3 separate regions of the Mus musculus genome follow, and all the other regions are linked to region 2. Evidence: chromatin contacts called from public HiChIP or PLAC-seq data. All regions are on one chromosome and are shown on one strand. The core of a region is the stretch at or near the end of the contact, and the rest is flanking DNA. Distances in the headings are between cores, read along the strand shown. Region 1 overlaps Gm39833 (a long non-coding RNA gene). Region 2 holds the start of Pla2r1 (phospholipase A2 receptor 1). Region 3 has its middle 12 kb from the start of Gm26422.

Evidence for each region. HiChIP or PLAC-seq counts read pairs in DNA pulled down with a chosen protein or histone mark.
Region 1: a contact with region 2 is called in an HNF4G HiChIP or PLAC-seq map of pancreatic cancer cells. The contact joins the enhancer-like site here to the promoter of Pla2r1 in region 2. A contact is called at or near these places in 3 of 39 promoter capture datasets (hippocampal neurons, liver and stem cell-derived epiblast-like cells), 1 of 115 datasets of contacts at active chromatin or transcription factors (pancreatic cancer cells) and 2 of 9 other capture datasets (adipose tissue and embryonic stem cells).
Region 3: a FOXA1 HiChIP or PLAC-seq map of pancreatic cancer cells shows a contact between it and region 2. The contact joins the enhancer-like site here to the promoter of Pla2r1 in region 2. A contact is called at or near these places in 1 of 39 promoter capture datasets (stem cell-derived epiblast-like cells), 2 of 115 datasets of contacts at active chromatin or transcription factors (bone marrow-derived macrophages and pancreatic cancer cells) and 2 of 9 other capture datasets (embryonic stem cells and liver).

Annotation. Positions count from the first base shown.
Region 1 is chr2:61,137,023-61,140,567 of GRCm38.p6, reverse strand. All of the region lies in intron 2 of Gm39833 (a long non-coding RNA gene), which reads right to left. Among named protein-coding and RNA genes, the nearest start is that of Gm39833, 11 kb to the right of the region's middle. Within about 2 kb of position 1,462, at least 164 of the 459 cell types and tissues checked have an H3K27ac peak or open chromatin away from gene starts, as enhancers often do. A contact at or near this core is called in adipose tissue, liver and pancreatic cancer cells, where this site is marked.
Region 2 is chr2:60,551,375-60,555,051 of GRCm38.p6, reverse strand. It overlaps Pla2r1 (phospholipase A2 receptor 1), which reads left to right and starts at 1,744. Exons shown (of 30, transcript NM_008867.2): 1 at 1,744-2,042. The coding sequence starts at 1,922. It overlaps Gm13583 (a long non-coding RNA gene), which reads right to left. Exons shown (of 3, transcript XR_374557.4): 3 at 2,036-2,264.
Region 3 is chr2:61,266,453-61,269,816 of GRCm38.p6, reverse strand. No RefSeq gene overlaps it. Among named protein-coding and RNA genes, the nearest start is that of Gm26422, 12 kb to the left of the region's middle. Within about 2 kb of position 1,901, at least 29 of the 459 cell types and tissues checked have an H3K27ac peak or open chromatin away from gene starts, as enhancers often do. A contact at or near this core is called in pancreatic cancer cells, where this site is marked.

The sequences.
Region 1 (3,545 bases), core at 213-2,712, 590 kb before region 2:
AGGCCAGTCTCTGAGTTTGAGGCCAGCCTCCTCTACAGAGCAGGTTCCAGGTCAGCCAGAGCTACACAGAGAAACCCTGTCTTGAAAAAAACAACCGTCTTCTTTGTCTCCCTACCATCTGTTTCTATTATATATAATAAATATCACTGGAGCTTTCTTCCTAAGTTTCAAAGAAAAGGCAGAACAAAAAACCAAAATAATCAACCTCCTCTATCTCAACTTGAATTCTTTCTCTAATATTTCTTTTGTTTTTCCCTTTGAGCAATAGTTTTTATTTCTTCATCATTACAATTTACATTTCCCTGATTTGACTATAAAGCTCATGCAGAGCATAGCATAGCATATTTTATTTATTTATTTATTTATTTATTTATTTATTTGATATTTTCTTTATATACATTTCAAATGCTATCCCGAAAGTTCCCTATACCCTCACCCACTCACTCCTGCTTCTTGGCCCTGGCATTCCCCTGTACTGAGGCATATAATGTTTGCAAAACCAAGAGGCCTCTCTTCCCAGTGATGGCCAACTAGGCTGTCTTCTGCTACCTATGCAGCTTTCTTCCCCGGCATTTCTTTTCATAAATTGACATCATATAGGAATAAGATATGCAGTATACATTGTCACTAAATCATCCCTCCCCATGCTCTCCCAATGTCCAGTCTAATCCTAGTTTGTTTACTGTGTTCCTTCTCCACAAATCCAGGAGAACTGGGAAGACAGTTTATGGGGAGGGAAACAGAACTGAGAAAAGCTGGACTTCTCCTTTGCAGACAGTTGGTAGCAACTGGGGGGAAACTAAAACTCTTCACATACTCTTAGCTCATCCTAATGGTTACACTTTCCTGACTATCCAGCCAATGCCTAAAGCTGTTCACAAAACTTCTGGAAACTTAAAATCCCAAGCAGCGAGAGCTTGATAAATTGAAGACGCTCTTCACTTCCTCTCAAGAGCCTCGGAGCACCGAAAAACTCGCCGAGGAGAGCTACTGCAGCCGCTTTGCACAGCACATTTTTGCTGTAGAGATTTGGAGTGGTGTAGGTCGAAATTTTGACCCTAAGCACCGGGAAGTTCCCGCCCATGATGTGAATCCCGAGAAACATCTGGAGTCTTGTGCAGTGAATCTCTAAATCTTCATTTCCCCATGTGGTGCGCACACAGGTTGTACGTTATGATTTAATCAGCTGTCTTTAGAACAACAGGCACTTGGAATTCAAACACATTAGAAGGGATGGTGGTGTTTTGAGAGTAACAGCAGGACCACACTTCTGTCCCAGAGCAGCCCTGGCCGAGAGTTCCTAGGATCCTTTTACACTTGTACAAAGTAAACTTTCCTTCCTTTGGTCAAAGGGACAGGGCATGCGCTATCTCAAAGAAAATCCACTGCTCTTGCGCCTCGTGACTCACCCAGAGACTTGGTTCAACATTAGGTCACCGTGGAACACTGACTGTAGCAGAAACACATAAAGTCTCCAAACGGGGGAGAGGAGGACGCTATTCCGGAATCCTGTTGCCAGAGTAACATAAACCCAGTGTGTTTTCACAAGGAAATGAGTCACTTGTTTCTGTTGGCTAAAACTCTGTTTTCTTTAATTTCATATTTTAGCTTGTTTAATATATGCCGAAAGAGCCCAGGGTTTCCAGTTTTCAGACTGGGATAACTTGCTAATTAAAAGCTCAACAGAGGGTTTTGCATGGCAATTAAACCAAAGGGGATAAAAGGAACACTCTGGCAAGCAGAAGCACACAGGGAACCAGAACGGGGAAGCAAGAGCACTCAGGGCACAATCAGCTGTCCAGAGGGAACAGGAGGGGGATGTGCACCAGGAGGCCCCCAGAAGAAAACAACTCCAAAAGTCATCCACTGGAATGATACAGCACCCTCAGACCAAGTTAACATCTCCTTACCCGGATTCACTGGGTACTGGCATGTTTTTCTTTCTTTTAGATGGTCTACATTAGAAGGCATAGGAGTCACAAGGGCCACGAGATGCAGACTGGAATATAGGCAAGGAAAGGGAGAGCAACCATCTATGGGGCATCAGGAAGCAACAAGGACTGCGACATTCAGCAGAAAAGTCCTCAGTGTTTGGTATAGATGGCATGCATCTGGTGGTTGGGTTTATCCTGTGGGGTTCTAGATGAGGCTTTTTTTTTTCCTGAGATGCTAAAATATCATTTCTCAGTTTCCTAGGAAGGCTATCGTGTGTGTGTGTGTGTGTGTAATAAAAAAAGGTCAACCTTCCCTTAGACTTACTGTAAGTATCATACAGTTAGTTATATACAGAGCATCCCAGTAACAAAGAGGAGAGAGGGGGTGGGGGAAGGGGAGGGGAGGGGAGAGGAAAAGAGAGAAGGAGGGGAGGGGAGGGGAGGGGAGGGGAGGGGAGAAGAGAAGAGAAGAGAAGAGAAGAGAAGAGAAGAGAAGAGAAGAGAAGAGAAGAAAGAGAAGAGAAGAGAAGAGAAGAGAAGAGAAGAGAAGAGAAGAGAAGAGAAGAGAAGAGGAATCAGACCTGGATAATTTTTAAATGCCATCAGAGAGACTGGAGGAATAAATAGGGAAATGAAGCTTCAGTGTAAGGAAAGAAAGCTGGCTGATAGCCTTGGTTATAGGCAACAGTAGGGAAGCCAAAGGAAGAGGGGATTGGGGACAATATCTATAGTGATAGGATCCTTAGGAAGTCAAATGTTCCCATAAGGCAATAAGTGGAGGGTTGGTTTCAGGGGCTGCAGAAGAGATTCTTATCTACAAAGTAGGTAGTACTGACCTACTTACTCAAATGTTATGAAAAGCAAGCACTAAAACCCACCCGTAGTTATACAAGCTGACCATGTATTTGAGGAAAGACTAGCAGAAGGGGAAGTGGAAGCTGTATTTAGTATTTGACTTCCTTTCTAACATTTTTACTTGATATTCAATGCTAGGCTCCAACACCAGTATTTAAGATTCATAGAAAAGCTTTCTCCTCTAAACCAGAGAGTCCTCATGGCTTCCTCATTTCTGCCAACGTTGCTATCATTCTGTCTGTCTGTGTGACAATCTGTGTGACAATCTCAGACTCCAGAGCCGCCTCTGAGTCTTCCCTTCCCTTCCCTTCCCCCCTCTACCCTGCATTCCCTCCTTCTTATCTCCTTATCTCCTTCTCTGCTTCCCTTCCTCCCTCTCTCCCTCCCTCTCCCCCCCCCACACCCCCACATCCTATGTGTCTGATCACTCACCACCTCACCACACTTACAGGGTTTTGTGTAGTATTCTATTATTCTATTGTGTAGACATGCCTTCTTGACTTTTTTTTTTTTTTTTTTTTTTTTTTTTTTTTTTTTGTAGCCAAGTCCGTCCTTGTCCAGAACCCTGGCTGTCACTTCACAGCTCATTTATCACAGCCATTTTCTAACTGGTCTCTGCCTGCAGTCACTCACTCCTGCAATCCATCCTAGTGGTTACTGCAGATGGGCTGTTGTGAAATTCCACTAAACATGTGGGGTGGGGCTGTGGGGAGCTCAATCCTGCTCAAAGCTACCATGACATCCAAGTTTAGGTAT
Region 2 (3,677 bases), core at 495-2,994:
TGCCACTTCAGAATATTATTTGCATGGATGGGGAAAGACTCCCCTGCCTCATTATACAGAAGCTAAACTTGAGGCCCTACCAATTTAAAGGCTTAACCATGGTGCCTGCTGTCCTAGGGTGCCTGGTGGCTGCATTGTTCCAGCTTGTCACACATCCTCTCTGATAAATGCTTCATCCTAACCTTTGTTTCTCACCACTTCTGGTCTCAGCCAGCCTCTCCTTCCCACATCACCACTCGTGGTGTGACCATCAGAGCCCATTCCAGTTCCTCCTGTCTTGCTCCCCTTTGGTCTCACTGCCCTGCTTCCTTCAGAGATTAATATCAGCAACCAACTCGGTTATCTAATTAGGCCACATGGATTGCATCTGCCTGCCACAACTGATGCCAGTCATCTTAATGAGGACTGAATCTTCCCACTACAGGCAACATTCCCACAGTAGTGTGGTTCGAGGCCAACAGAGAGAAAGTCGGGGTTGGTGACTGCAGACTGTGTGGTATGCGGTGCTCACAACATGCGTTTTCTGCCTATTGTCAGGAAAGACTTCTGTGTATACTGCTATTCTATAGACTCGAGAAGTACACATTGAGTCTTCTCTCGTCTTCCTCTTCAGCCTTAGTCCTTCAATTTCCTTCTCAGAGGACAACCAGACATCTTTCCTTAAGCCATGCCCCTGATACCTCCAATCCCAAGACTTCTCAAGACTCTCACTGTGACTGAAGTATACACATCTTGCTAGCTCACAGAACTCAAGGCTTACTTAACCTCCACCAGCAAGCTGTCTAGGTTCCAGCAAGACTAAGGCCCTATCTCCCTCCGACCATCACTCCTGGCTATGCATACCTTGTAGGCAGAGGCATATTTCCTGAGTCTGGCACTGTAATTGTCGGTTTTGTTATTGGCAAAGTAAGACAGGTCCTCCAAGATCCCATCATCTGTCCTCCTTTCCCCCAGGTTCCCTTTTACTGTCTTCCCACTTCTGTTTTACCCGCTATGCCAAGGTCTTACTTAGGCAAGGGCCTTGTATCAGACTGCTTGCTCTCTTATGTATTGAATGCTTCCTGTATAATAAATGTTAGTTATTTGGCGGGGAAGGTGGGCAGTTAGAAAGACTGCGACTGGTCACGGTTTGGGCAGCCTGATGTTTTGTATTTATTTGTTGTTGTCTACTAATTTAGGGAGTAAGTTTTGTTGAGTTAAGGAGTAACCGAGATCCAGTCACACACCTTTCTGACTGGGTTCTTCAACTCTACAGTGTGGGATATTTGATTAGATGAAGATGATCTAAGAAAACGGAAGCCTGGGGTTATTTTAAAATAGGATAAAGCTGGATACTGAAGGTGACTTCTGGTTACTCTGGAGCAATGTTGAAGACCAGGTTGGGCCCCTAGGTGTCTCCTGTGCTCTGCATTCCAGAGGCATCCCGGGCCTGAGTTCACCCGGCAGCTCTTTTGACTCCTCTGCCGGCAGCCAAACCCTTGCAAATCCAGTGGGCAGGTTTCTTCTCCTGGAGAGGATTAGCTCGCTCACCCACACTGGGGACGGGTGACCAGGAATTGCAGCAAATCCGAGAGAGAAGTTTGAGCACTCATGGAGCAGGGAAGGGGAGCCACGGTGCTGCTTTAGCCCTACTTTCTCCTAACCCCAAAAGGCCAGAGTGTTTAAGCTGCACAGGGCCCGGCCCTTTTTCCTGCTCCCTCCCCAAAGCAGTGTGGGCGGGGCGGCGAAAACTCCGCTATTTGCGTCTCCACGCCCAGAGTCCCAAGTGTACACGCTGTGGCGACAAGGGAGGCGAGTTCATCTCCAGGGCTCTGGGATGGCGTGGTCCTCAAGAAGAGTGGTAGCTTCTCTTGCCTCCTGCAGCCTAGTCCAGAGCAGGGGACACGGTTCTGATTCCCGTGGGTGTCACCTAGCGTGCCTGATGGTGCAATGGTTAGCGATGCTGCAGCTGCTCTGGCTGCAACAGCTGCTGCTGCTGGGGATTCACCAGGGCATCGCCCAAGATTTGACTCACATCCAGGAACCGTCCCTCGAGTGGCGTGGTGAGTGTCCGCAGCGCCGAACTGGGGGCTGATTGGCACCCGGGACTCGGGGCGGAAAACGGGTAGGAGTTGAGCAAGACAAGTAAGAGCAAGGCCTAGTTTGTATTGTGGTTGCTTGTGTACTGTCCCGGGGCAGATGGGACAGTCTCTTCCGCACATCCTCTTGTCCTCCAAATTAGGGCGAGGTAAGGGGCAGGGTCTTGCCTTCCAGGCTTGCGGGACCTAGGAGAGTAGAAATAGTTTCAAAATGCAAACTTTACACGGGTTGATTAAGAGGGTCACCTTTCAGATAATGCTGACAAAAAGATGTCTTCTTTCATTACCTTCCAAAGGGAGAAGTTGGATCTACATTCTACAGATAACCCCCAAACAGGCCTGTCTGCTACGCCCCTTGGGGAGGCGGGGCTCAGTGGGGTGGACAGCGATGGGATTTGTACCTTCTGGTCCTCCGTTTCTCTAGGCTGAACAATGGCTCTATAATATTCATGAACCACTGACAAATAAGTTACACAGCCCCCGACACGCGTACAAACTGATAAATGCAGCATCGGTTTGAGCATCAGCCCACATACAGTAAGGCCCCAACGTGAGCATAGAAGGAAGCCCAAGGAAAAGAATCAGTGTCCGCAAGGAGCAACTCAGGCCCGAGTCTCTGAGACATAAAAGGTGTGTCCCTGAACGCGTGACTGTGCCGTGATCAAAGGCAAGCAGGTGGCCTTAAACCAGAAGGAGCCTCCTGGCAGCTCCTGTGCGTTCTGTCCTAGGAAAACCTTTGGCGAAGAGGCATAAAACAAGATGTAATCCAGTTCTTTGTTCTTTTATTTTTCCTTCAACATATGCACACATTTTTAAGTTGTTTTTTTTTTTTTTTTTTTCCCTCAGTTGTACTTCAGAGCACTCTAGGGGCTTTATCCTCACCAAGGCTAAACCACACCAGCTCTTCCTATTCTGGAGCAGCCAGAAATGCTCTTAGGTATTTTTCAGTTAAGTAAAACTCTAAGTACACAGGGGCAAGCATATGCATAGATAGGCAGTTGGCCACTTTGTATCTTAGCGTGGAGATCCTGCCTGGGCTTAAGTGTTAGGAAAGGGCAGCAGCTTGTGAGACTAGCTGGGACTCAGCCACAGGAAGCCTGATCCGAGATCCTCCCAGTCAGGGTCAGCACCCACTGGGAGCTAATCCTTTCTATATTTGGCAGACCCAAATCCTGACCTGAGATAGTGGCTGAAGAGGCCTTCTTTTCCATAATCAAGGGCACTTTGAATATGAAAACAACCAGCTCCCTGCCATACTCCCCAGGTACAGCCTGCAAATCTGGAGTTCAACATTGCAGACCCAGAGATTCTCCAAACACAGGCGCTGTGGTTGATGCACTAAAAGTATAGGCATTCTGCACTAGCTACCACACAGTCTCTCTTCCTGACCCCATCACCTGCACCAGTAGAATTGCAAGTGAATTGTAGACAAGCCTGAAATCGAGTTTTTATTAGCAAAGAAGGGAAAACAAAATATTGGTATTGGGGAAAAGAGTGGAGGTGTCCCTTGTCTCCTGCACCCCAGTCCAGAGCAGAGGGCATGATTGTGGTTCCCGAGGGCATCACCTAGCGTGCCTGATGGTTCAATGGTTAGTGATA
Region 3 (3,364 bases), core at 652-3,151, 710 kb before region 2:
TGCCAGCATATGTTGACAAGAGAGTTCTTGAGCTGTGCCTTGAGGGCATTTGGCCAGAGAGAAAGAAGAAAGACAGAGTCCGAGGATGATGGACCAATATCCACAAAAGCCCATAGTGCTGAGAAGCAAATTCAGAGGACAGTGTGACCTGTTTAGGATGGTTTTCAGAGGGAAATTGGAAGAGAAATAATCATCAAACGTCAAAGGCATGTGGCAGTAAGAATTTTAACTCACAGGAAGCCAGAGATTTCTTGTCACTCATACAGACTCAGTTGTTGACTCATCAACTGAGACAGTCACTGAGTTATCTCTTTGAAAGAAAGGAGGAGGCCTAAGGGAGATTGAAGGAGGGGGATAGCAAAAATGTGAGAGTTAGTGGATAAGGATGTAATGCAATAAAAAATAAATACCTCTACCCTCAGATGCACTGTGTGTCAAGGCAAGCTGAAGATGTGTTCTGGGTGAGACACAGGAACACATCACAGCTGTGGTTATTTGCATAAGGTCTACACAAGATTGGGCCTGTCGGCAGCACTTGAATCTGGGAAGGGCCTCCTTTGAAGAGCTATTGGCAGTTACCAGTTGGTGGGAGAAAGCGTGCCATTTTCTTCTGTGGTATAGTTGACCGAGATCCAGTCAAAAACCTCTTACCCATACTCACGTGAGAAACCCTAGTGAAGTTCAGCTGGTCACATGCAAAAGGAAGATGAGAGGGTGAGGGGGACTTCTGGGGAAGAAGGGTTTTAAGGAAAGAGGTAAGATGTGGGAGGGAGGGGAGAGAAGGGGATGAAGGGTAACTATAACTGAAATTCCTTATGTCCATGTATGAAACTATCTAACAAAAGATAAAAGAATAAAAAGGAAGAGAGGAAAGGAGGGCTGTCTTTAGTGGTTGGAAAAACAGGTTAAACACACTCTGGCAGCTCCAAACCCAACTCTTACTTTCCAGCTCTCACCTTGTTACTACTCCTTGCTCACAGTCTTAAAGCCTTTGCTACAGTTGTTCCTAGAACAGCAACACATGCTAACTGACTCTGAAGGTTCTAGTTCAGTGGTTCTCAACATCCCCCTTTCATACCGTTCCTTCTGTTGTAGTGACCCCAACCATAGTGTTACTTTGTTCCTACTTCATAACTGTAATTTTGTTATTGTTATGAGTCATAATGTAAGTATCTGATAGGCAGGATATCTGATAGGTGACCCCCAAAGCGGTCAAGCTCTATAGGTTGAAAATTGCTGCTCTAATTTATCATTTTAATTCATACATTTTAGCCAGATATCATTCAGATAAAAATTTTACTGCAGGGAAAAAACAATTCCATGGGCATGACTTGTTCTGGAACCTTCTTTTTCCTTCAACCCCTATTTGCATCATCACCATCATAATTTTATGTTTAAAAAATAATAGTATTACAGACACACAAAAGTTGGACTACAGCGCTGTAGAGAGATATTCTGAGTGCAGAATGAACATTTTAACCACTGTGATCACCCTTAACAGTGATACTTAAAAAGACAGAATTGTTCATTTGTCAAGGTTATTTTAAGGATGAAAATTCTCATATAAATACATTTGGTATACAGGATGCAAAATTATCTTTCTGAAGCATAAAAATGAAAAAAGGTTAGTGTTACAAATAGTTCTTTGCTTTTCAGCTACACAGGGTGCTGATTGATTTACATAGTTGTTGCAATTAATACCTTTGAAAAAAATGTTTCCAAGAGACAGGGCATGTTAGTCTGCTTTTTGTTGCTATGACAAAAATGATTTGAAAATCAACCCTCAGAATGCCTGTAAAAACCAAAGTGGAAACAGGCTCCCTGTTTCAGAGATTTTACTCCATGGCTCTGTGGTCCCCATCTCTGTGGACACGAGACAAGGCTGAACCTCATGATTGAGAATGAGTAATAGAAGCTCAAGTGCCTACCTTGTGACTCATGGTGACCAGAAAGGAGAGATGGGGAGAGAGAGAGAAAATGGGGTAAACTTCTAGAGTAAGATTCCAGGAACACACTTTGTTTAAGTAAGTAACAGGCCTCAGAATCCAATGGCACCAAATTATAAGCCCATCGATGGATGAACACACTGACCAGGTCAGAGGCCTCACGATCCAGACACCACCATAAAGGCTTACGAGCTGGCAACCGAGCCTTGAGCATATGGCCTGTGAGTGATCATTTGGAACTAAACTACTATAGTGGACAAACACAAAATGTCCTTGTTTGTATCAGGTTTGATTACAAATGACCGATGCCCACAAATAGTGGTTGAAACAAAGAAAAGTTGATTTTTTTTCTTTACAAAGAATTCTAAATGTAGGTATCACCTGAGAAATGAGTATAGCCACCAAGGTCCTGTTTTGTTTTCATTTTGTTTTTAGCTGTATTGGCTTTAGCTATCATATCTGCTTCTGAGCTCTAAGATGAGAAACTGTAGGGCCAGGGAAAGGAGTCAGGGAATAAAGGGTGTACTGCTCAAGCGTTGGGATCCAAGCTCAGATCCCAAGTACCCATGTAAAGGCTGCGTAGAGTGTCTACATCCCTAGTGACTATACAGGCAGGTACCTGACACTTGCTAACCACCCACTCTATTTAATTGGTATGCTCTGGGCTCAATGACAACTGACTCAATAATAAGATGAAATGAAATGGAGGAAGATACACAATGTTGATCTCTGGCCTCTACCTACATGTGTAGGTACCACTCACAACACACACACAAATATAGTTGAAACAAAAGCAAAACCCCAAGATATATAGTTGGTATTAAAGGAATAATCAGGGTTAGGACAGGTGAATAGAGAGCTGGAGAGACCGGTGGATTAACAAAGCTAAGGCTATCGGAAAAGGCTTTATAGAAACCCACTAAGTAGTAAGCTAATTTCAGAATACAATTTTTTCAAAAATTTGAATGTCTTTCTGTCTTGTATAGGTGGACCATCCTGTTCTTTGATGACGTTGATTACTAGACAAAAATCAAAGAGCCAGAAATGGGATATCTTGCTATGAATTATTGGTCAGGGGGCCTAGAAATCTCTTGAACAACAGAGCCTACTGCCAGTACTTTTCACTATGCACTGTAGCTACACATTAAGAGCTCATTGCTGAAGACACCATTCACTTTGAATGCAGAACATAGAGAAATCACGGTGAATACGTCAATAACTTCCTCTCTCCTGGCCAACTTTCTTGGTGCCAGATATACCATGCAGCTTTCTAGAGGAGAACAGATATTAACAGGTTTACCCAGTGCTGGATTCTGCATACTATATAACTGACCTGACAGGCTTGGTGTGTCTACCAGTACAACAGCAGTATGACTGTCATGAGACAATCAGCTGCTTTCTGGTTAGATATGAAATCT